Regions from separate parts of the Muntiacus reevesi genome. Here region 1 is linked to region 2. A link is a contact called in public Hi-C data. All regions are on one chromosome and are shown on one strand. The core of a region is the stretch at or near the end of the contact, and the rest is flanking DNA. Distances in the headings are between cores, read along the strand shown.

Evidence for each region. Hi-C and Micro-C count contacts between places; a contact is called where the count stands out from the background.
Region 1: a Hi-C map of muscle shows a contact between it and region 2, with 3 times the contacts expected there. The contact joins the promoter of POGZ here to the promoter of SNX27 in region 2. A contact is called at or near these places in 2 of 3 Hi-C or Micro-C datasets (blood and muscle).

Annotation. Positions count from the first base shown.
Region 1 is chr1:81,882,705-81,886,832 of mMunRee1.1, forward strand. POGZ (pogo transposable element derived with ZNF domain) reads left to right here and starts at 1,619. Exons shown (of 18, transcript XM_065904242.1): 1 at 1,619-1,714.
Region 2 is chr1:81,735,751-81,739,688 of mMunRee1.1, forward strand. It overlaps SNX27 (sorting nexin 27), which reads right to left and starts at 1,900. Exons shown (of 12, transcript XM_065904117.1): 1 at 1,421-1,900. The coding sequence starts at 1,731.

The DNA.
Region 1 (4,128 bases), core at 369-2,868, 150 kb after region 2:
TGGATGCATAGATGCATTTTCAGTAAGGTACTCTAATGGTTATTGATCAATGGGAGATGGTACAATCTGCTGGGTTAGACCTCATTGGCATAGACCTCATTGGCATAGATCATAAGTTGGCCCTTAAGAGCATGGCAAAATATTTTTCAGCAAGAATATTTCAGAGTCAAATGACATTATAATGAATTATAATAATTTGGGGGAGAAAACATAAAATAGGATTAGAGCTTCATGCAGAATGTCTTTTGATGATTCATTCCATAACCCCACCATGGGCCTTTCCAGATCAGGTCTGGAAAAGCTTCAGAAGTATTTTCAGAAGGCTCAGTGATTCTTACAATTCAAAGAATAAAATTCTTCCTATGAATGACTAGCTGAAATCACTCACATGTTTCTGGTTTGAAATGGGATGATGAAAATGGGTGGTGGTGCATGCATGTCCACAGGTGAACAATCTGGGATGCTTCCTTCCACTACCTGTTTTCATAGTCTGGTGGTTTGGAGTGTGTACAAGAGAAGGAATAAATATGGTTCTGCATCCACCTAGTCTTGCACCAAGTACTTTGATTTAGCATTTGGTTTGGAACAAATAGTTGTGTATTGCTTAAAGAGCAATAATATCCTCAAATATCCAAAGAAAATACTAAAATTTTATCACCTCAGGAGGTAATAAAGGAAAAAATTTCTTAAGTCACTTGGGAAAGAGGTTAATTTTTGTTTGAGGAAGAATAACAGGAGGATAATCTTGAATGGACCAAACAATTTCTTTGGGCCAATCCATCTCAGCCTTGATTGGAGCAAAAAGCTATTGGGGAGTCTACAGTTTCTTTGAAGATCTATGACGAGTCTATTCATCTCAAAGCAGTTTCCATACATGAATCACCTTGATAAGCAATCACGTGTGGCTTCCAGAATCTAGAAAGGTTTAGGGTAAAAATAGCTTTTAAAAGCTCTTCACTTAATGCTACTTGACTGAAATGTCTCTTGAGGTACAGTGAGTGCCATTTTGATGCCTTTGTTCCAATGACAGTCGTTGGTGCCATTGGGCCTCACCATCTGGCCTATAGCATGATGTCCTCTTGATTAGGTAAAAGCCTTGGGTGGAAAGTGTGGAGATTCTCAAAATTTTCCCAGGAAGTGCAGGGAAGTATTTTCTTTGGAAACCCCATCGTTCTCACCAAAATTTAGAGATTGCTTCTAAAGCTAATTATTTTCCATTTCATTTTTTAAATTATTTATTTATCTGCAGGCCCAGACAAACTTGACTAGAAAAGAAGCCCGGGCATGAGTTAGTATGAGTCCATGACGTGCCACTCACTCCAACCAATTGAAAAACCACGAAAGGGGGAGGGCGGAAGTGACGAGCCGTATCCCTCCGCGGAGCGAGAGGGTCGGTGGGGGGAGTCGGCGTCTCTCTCCCCCGCGCCAGCTCCCGTACACGGAGCCGCATTCCTTGGCCCCCCCCGCCCCCCTCCCTCGGGGCCCCCCCGCCCCCCTCGGGAAAAAAATCCACCCCAAATCACTCGAACCCGAGGGAGGTTTCCTTTCACCCTCGCGGAGACGAGATTTCAACGGTTCCCTCTTCTCCGTCTCCCCCCCAAGCCCCCGTCCCCTCCCCTGCTCCCACCCCCTTCTCCCGGCGCCGGGTGCAAGGTCCCTTTAAGGCGACGGCGCCTTCCTCGGGTCAGACTACCGGCGGCGACGACCACGGGAGGTGAGTGAGCGAGCGAGCCTTCCCACTCCCCACCCCCTCTCCCGGGGGTTCCGTTATCTTTTTGCTCGGCGAGACGTTCCGAGGCGAGACAATGAGAGGGGGATGGGGCGGGAACGCGAGGAGTGGGGGCGGGGGCCCGGTGGCGCCCGCCCCCGCCCCCCTCGAGTGGCGGCGCGGTCCGCGGCGGCAGCCGGCGTGGGGTGCGGCGCGCGGGCGCGTGTATGAGTGCGTGCGCCTCGGGAGCCGCGCGGCGGGCCGGGCCGGGGAGGCCCCTGTCAGCCTGCCGGCCGCCCCCGCCCCCCGGCGCCCGCCGCGGCGCGCGCGCGCACTCGCGCCCCACGGTCCTGCACACAGCCGACGTCCACACGCACACCCGGCGCGAGGCGTCTCGGAGGAGTGGGCGGGCGCGGGTGCGGGCGGCGGCCCGCTGGGGAAGGGGCGGAGGCGCGGGCGGTGGCGAGACGGCGAGGCGCGGCGGGAGGGGCGGGCGAGGGGGCGAGGCCGCGCCGGGGAGGCCGGCGGGCCGACGTCCCCCGGGGGTGGGGGTGGTGCTCGGCCCTCCCCCGCCACCCCCGCCACCCCCGCCGGGGAACTAGTGGGGCGCTCTTTTTGAGCGCGGGGAGGAAAATGAGTGATTGCCTAGCCGCTCCCTTGTGTTATGTAATCCCGCCTATAGTACATCCGAAGCCTTAGTGCGCTGCAGTTAGTTTACAAAGTCTCCTCCCCTGGCTCTAAAATTTCTTCGGGATGGCGCCGTGATTTATAAAATGGGATGGGGCGGAAAAAGCTTATTTTTGTATGGTTATATCCTGCCGCGGTGGGCGCCATGTTTATCCCAGGGACTATTTTCTCTAGCTTCTTAGCACCTTCTGAAAAGGAGGGATATCGTTGATCCACCTGCTTCTTCTGCTTTCGCAAGTTGTCCTGCTTTCTCTCTCGTCAGACGCGGGATTCCTTCAAACTGTTAATAATACAGGACGTTTCTCTGCTTGTCTAGGATATTTTCGACTCAGAAAAAGGTAGAGCTGGAAAGAGTCTTATAAGACATTTAATCCAAACTTCTTTTTAGAGATGGAAACTGAGATACAGGTGTCCCATCTCGGAATAGCCTTCATTCTATTGCATACTATGGCCCAGCCCTCTACACTCCTTTAGACACCTCCCACCTCCGCGCAAAACCCCAGAGACGTGCAATTTTACTTTCAAAGGAATTTTTCCATCTAGATGAAGGGAAACGGCGGGGGCGGAGGGCTGCTGCTTGGCAAACGACGTTGAATTATGAGACCCGTTGCTTTTGGCTCTGGAATTTGGATTCTGAGTTCGAACTACTTAGCACAATCGGTCTTAACTTCAGAATGCATAAAAAGTACCTTGCAGGTCGCTAAAAGTGCTGTTTGCGGGATACCTCAGCTACAAGCATATTTGGATGGGATGCTGAGGTGGGTGTATCGTCTGTACTTTTTTAATCTTCAGTCCTTCAGCTGAAACTGATTAAGGTAACCACCGTATTAACAGTTATGGTTCTAGTATAAAGGTGCCCAAACTATTATCTTCAAACAATTAAGTGGCAATCTATGCCCTTGATTTCCTCCCCTTTCTATATTACGGTTATAACGTACCAGCTATGCTGAAGTATTTCAAGCTAAAGGAACTAACAGAATAGAGTCTCTTGGATGAACATGATTTTGTGTCCACCCCACCTTGTACCAGTGGTAAATCTGGAAAAGCAGTTCCCAAAATGTGGCCTACTAATTCCTGGGGTTCCCCTCAGGCCCTCTCAGGAGAGCTACAAGGTGGTAACTGTTTTCAAAATAATACTGAGACCCTGGTTAGCTTTTTCACTGGCATTTGCACTGATGGTCCAAAGGCAACACTTAATAAAACTACTGTGGGCAACAACTACCATGCTTATTTGAGAATGTCTTTGATGAAGCAGTAACAATAATCATTAAACTTCAACGCTTCAGTACAGGTATTTTTAATTTGTAAGAATCCGTGACCAAATGGGAAGTGTGTAAAAACCACTGATACTGCCTACTGAGGTAAATCTTTGTCATAAGGAAAGGTACTTGTGAGATTTAGCTGCGAGTTGCTTGTTTCCTGGACCAGCATTTTTACTTGGAAAGAACGACTGACAAACTAGTTTTTCACACTTGAGCGTTTGCCAATGGTTTCTTGAAAGCAAATGAAGTGAGCTTGTCACTTCAAGGAAAACAATTGACAGTATTTGTTCTCAGTGATAAAAATTTGAGAACGAAAATTAGAATTTTTAAAAATTTGATATCTCAAGTTTAACAACTTCTGGTACTTAAAAGACTTTCCTTGCAAGTCAGTGTTAATGATTGATTTTTTAAAATATATTTTATGGTGAAATGTCTCAGCATTTGAAAGATAGGCATAATTCAGTAAATCTG
Region 2 (3,938 bases), core at 650-3,149:
GGGATGGAGATCCTGCAAGGAGCAAAGCAAGGCCAAAAAAAAAAAAAGAAAAGAGAGAAAGATTCATGAGGGCAAATCTAAACTCTGAAAGGAAGAACAGAAGTGTGGGGAAAAAGGAATATACAAGACAGTAAGATAGAAGACTGCTGAGAAGGGAGACAGCGTATACACCATCTACCAGTCACTCAGCAAGCACTATATAAATTTTAATACAAAGTATAAAAACACACATGCAACAGCTGGATTAAAGAAGTGGAGGAGGTCTGCAAAGAAACTGCAAAACAGGGCAGCATCCTGCCAGAGTTTTAAGGGATGCAGTGAGGAAGTAAGGATGAAGGAATATGAAGGGGGAGGGGTGGAGCAAGGAAAGAGGAAGGGCTGCTACAGCAGAAGGAGCCTAAAAAGAGAAGAAAAGGAAAGCAACCCAGAGGAGAGAAAGAATAAAAATAAAGCTTGAGATAACAAGGGAAGACAGCAGAGAATGAAAACGGCATGCCCTGTAAAAGTGGGGAGGTGAAGACCCCAAAAGGGCTGTAGTTCGGGGGAAGTACCAGCTAGGGAGCGTTCTACCATAAAGCTCTGACTCAAAAGAAGTATGAGTACCGTGCAGGAGTGAAGACGAGGGCCAGAACAGAGGTGCTCTCAGAGAGGTGTGATGGAGATACTAGATTCAAAATCCTGATGTGATGTAGGGACTACTGTGAAGACAAACCATCGTGTCAAAGACGACGCCGCCACCGCCACCACCACCACCAACCAAAAGAACCCCAAGCGTCAGAGAAGAAGGTGTTCTTGGAGTATGAATACACAAAAAGAGGGGACACACGGTAGGATACAAAAATACAGCGAGTGCTTAACCATAGGAGAGGGTAGCTAAGGGAAGCAAATGGGAGTGCGGCGTGGAGGGATCTGTTTTCGGAGAAAAGTAGGAGCAGACCAAAGGCCCTGCTTCTGGTCTAGAGGACAGAAGGGACGGTCTACGGGGGCTGAAAGGAGTGGTAGAGCGCAAGAAACTGATGTCCAAGATGAGAACTTGGGGAGGGGGGGACACACAGTGGCTGGGTGAGAAAAGGAGATGCTGTCAGTCAGAAGCAGAAAGAGGTTCAACAAGAGGAAAGCGGAGAAGGCGGCAGCATGCCGAGGGGGGAAGGCAAGCGGGACAGAAAAGAAGCCAAAGCAATGGGGGCAGGGGTAACAGCAGGAGGGACGCTGGGAGATTACAGGGAGGGAGGTGGAGGTCCCAGAAACCCAGGGTGTGGGGAAGTAAAAGGGTCAACCTCCGTGGAGGGGCGGGGGACCGGAGGGTCGTTTCGGGGGTTGCAGGGAGGTGCGGCCTGAGGGTGACAGGGTTAGAGGAGAAATGCAGGGACAGACGGAGGGGAGGGGGCGGGGTGGGACAGCGGGCAGCCCCAATACTCACACCTCCAGAATGCGGTCCCCCTTGCGCACCCCGGCCCGGTCGGCTGCCCCCCCGGGCAGCACGGCGCTCACATGCTGCAGCGGCGCGTACAGCTCTCCGTTGATGCTCCGCAGTTGCCCGCCCTCGCTCACTTGGCCCCGCACGTTGAAGCCGTAGCCGGACTCGGACTTGACGATGCGCACCACCCGCGGGCCGCCGCCTCCCCCGCCGCCGTTCCCGGCGCAGTGGAGCCCAGACCCCCCACCGCCGCCGCCACCTCCGTTCCTGTGAGGGGCTGCGGGGTGAATCCCTTCCCCGTCCTCGTCCGCCATCTTGCGAGCTAGCAAGCCGTACTCCCACCCCGCTACACCTCCACTCCCTCCGCGCGTGCTCGCCCTTCTCAGCCGCCGCGCGACCCCCGGCGCGCGCGCCCGCTCCGCCGACCGCCGGACCCTAGTCGGCCACGGAGCTACCGGCGCGGGTTAAGGGGAAACAGGGGGCGGGGGGAAAAGAGGACGGTTAGATGCCGTGAAGCCTCCTGGGAGATGTAGTTTCTGATTGGTGGGGGCGGGGAGAGGGCTGGGCCCGGGCCGGAGCTGAGGTTATACGACGCAATTCGGGACGCAAAGCCTGCTGGGGGTTGTAGTTCGTCTTTTATGCTCGTTTTATCCTGTTGGACCGGGAGTCCCTAATCCGGCCTAGAATGTACGTGACAGATTCATCTTTTGGTGCGGGGCAAATTTAATTTTCCTTTCATTTCATAACTTCTAAAAACAATTCTAATAGGACAGATTTGACATTTGTGATTCAACACAGTCTTAAATTATAACTCGTTTGTTCAGTATTTTGTGGCTACATACATCATTATTACTTTATTTTTTCTCCCCCCAAATCCTGCCTGCCAGCTTACAGAATCTTAGTTCCCCCACCAGGAATGGAACCCGTGCCTCTTGCAGTGGAAGTGCAGAAGTCTTAACCACTGCACTGCCAGGGAAGTCCCTACATACATTATTTTATTTCGGAACTCCAACAATCTTGTGAGACAACTGGGTCATGAATTCATTTCTTTATTTAACATATGAGGAAACTGAACCAAAGTCATCCAGCTATTAAGTAACAGGAACTAAAGCCCAGTTATTTTTGTGCAACATTCTTTTCTTATATTGCAACTACATAAGAACTGTTGTGTCTGACTCTTTTGGGGGCCCCATGGGCTATAGCCCTCCAGACTCCTCTGTCCTTGGAATTTTCCAGGCAAGAATGCTGCAGCAGGTTGTCATCTCCTTTTCCAGGGGATCTTCTCAACCCAGAGTGCCCCATCTATGTAAAAACTTATGGAGAGGAAACTATAGTCTCAGTGATTTAGACCTGGATATTGGAGTGGCCAAGTAATAATTTCAATTGAGTAGTGATTTTGTTTTTTGGGTTTGTTTTTTTTTTAGTTTTAAAATGTTCATTTTTTTTCTTACTGAAATATAGTGATTTACAATATTAAGTAAGTTTCAGGGATACAACATAGTGATTCACAAGTTTTAAAGATTATACCCCATTTATAATTATTATAAAATATTGGCTATATTCCCAGTGCTGCACAATGTAGCCTTGTAACTTACTTATTTTATACCCAGTAGTTTGTACCTCTTAATTCCCAACCCCTATCACGCTCCTCCTACCTTCCCTCTCCACACTGGTAACACTAGCTTGTTTTCTGTATCTGAGCGTTTCTTTCTTTCTTTCTTTGAGAATCTGTTTCTTTTTTGTTATGTTCACTATTGTGTTTTATGTCTTAGATTTCACATATAAATGATAACATAGTATTGCACAATGATTTTGAAGTTACCTGTATTTCAAATTCATTTTGTTTCCCCCAAGAGCACAGTAGTGTTCTTTGTAAATAGCAGTAATTGATGTTTTTTGGCTAACTACACAAACACAAACTTACAAATATTGTGCAGAATGCCTGGCAAGTCAAGTAAGAAGAACAAGAACAAAAATATGAAAAATAGCTTGCTTAAGCACTTACTGCTCAAGTCTGGCAAGCTAATAAGTCTGTTACTGTTTCATGAATGCTGAAAAAAGATCCAAGATTCCTGGGCCAGAGACAGAGGAATTTTATTCAGGACAGTAGCAACAACTTCAGCCCCTTTGTATTAATTCCTCTTGCCCCGCCAAGTGCCATGAGGATGACAAGAAGACTCAGATGAATGCTGTATACTTGGTGGTCTTAAACTCCACAGTTGGGGAACACTGAGCTTGGGGAACCTACACCATTTTATAGGGAGTAGTAAGCAAACGTATTATTTATCCTGGAGAGAGAGCTTATTTCATTCCTCACATCTGCTCACTGTAAACATAACCCTGAGAAATGACCCTGGTAAAAATGGTCAGGGCCTTACATTCTTGTCATATGCAAGAAGGTGGATGTGTGTATGTGCATGCTCAGTTGTGTCTGACTTATTGCAACCTTATGGGCTGTAGCCTGCCAGGATCCTCTGACCATGGAAATTTTCAGGCAAGAATACTGGAACAGGTTACCATT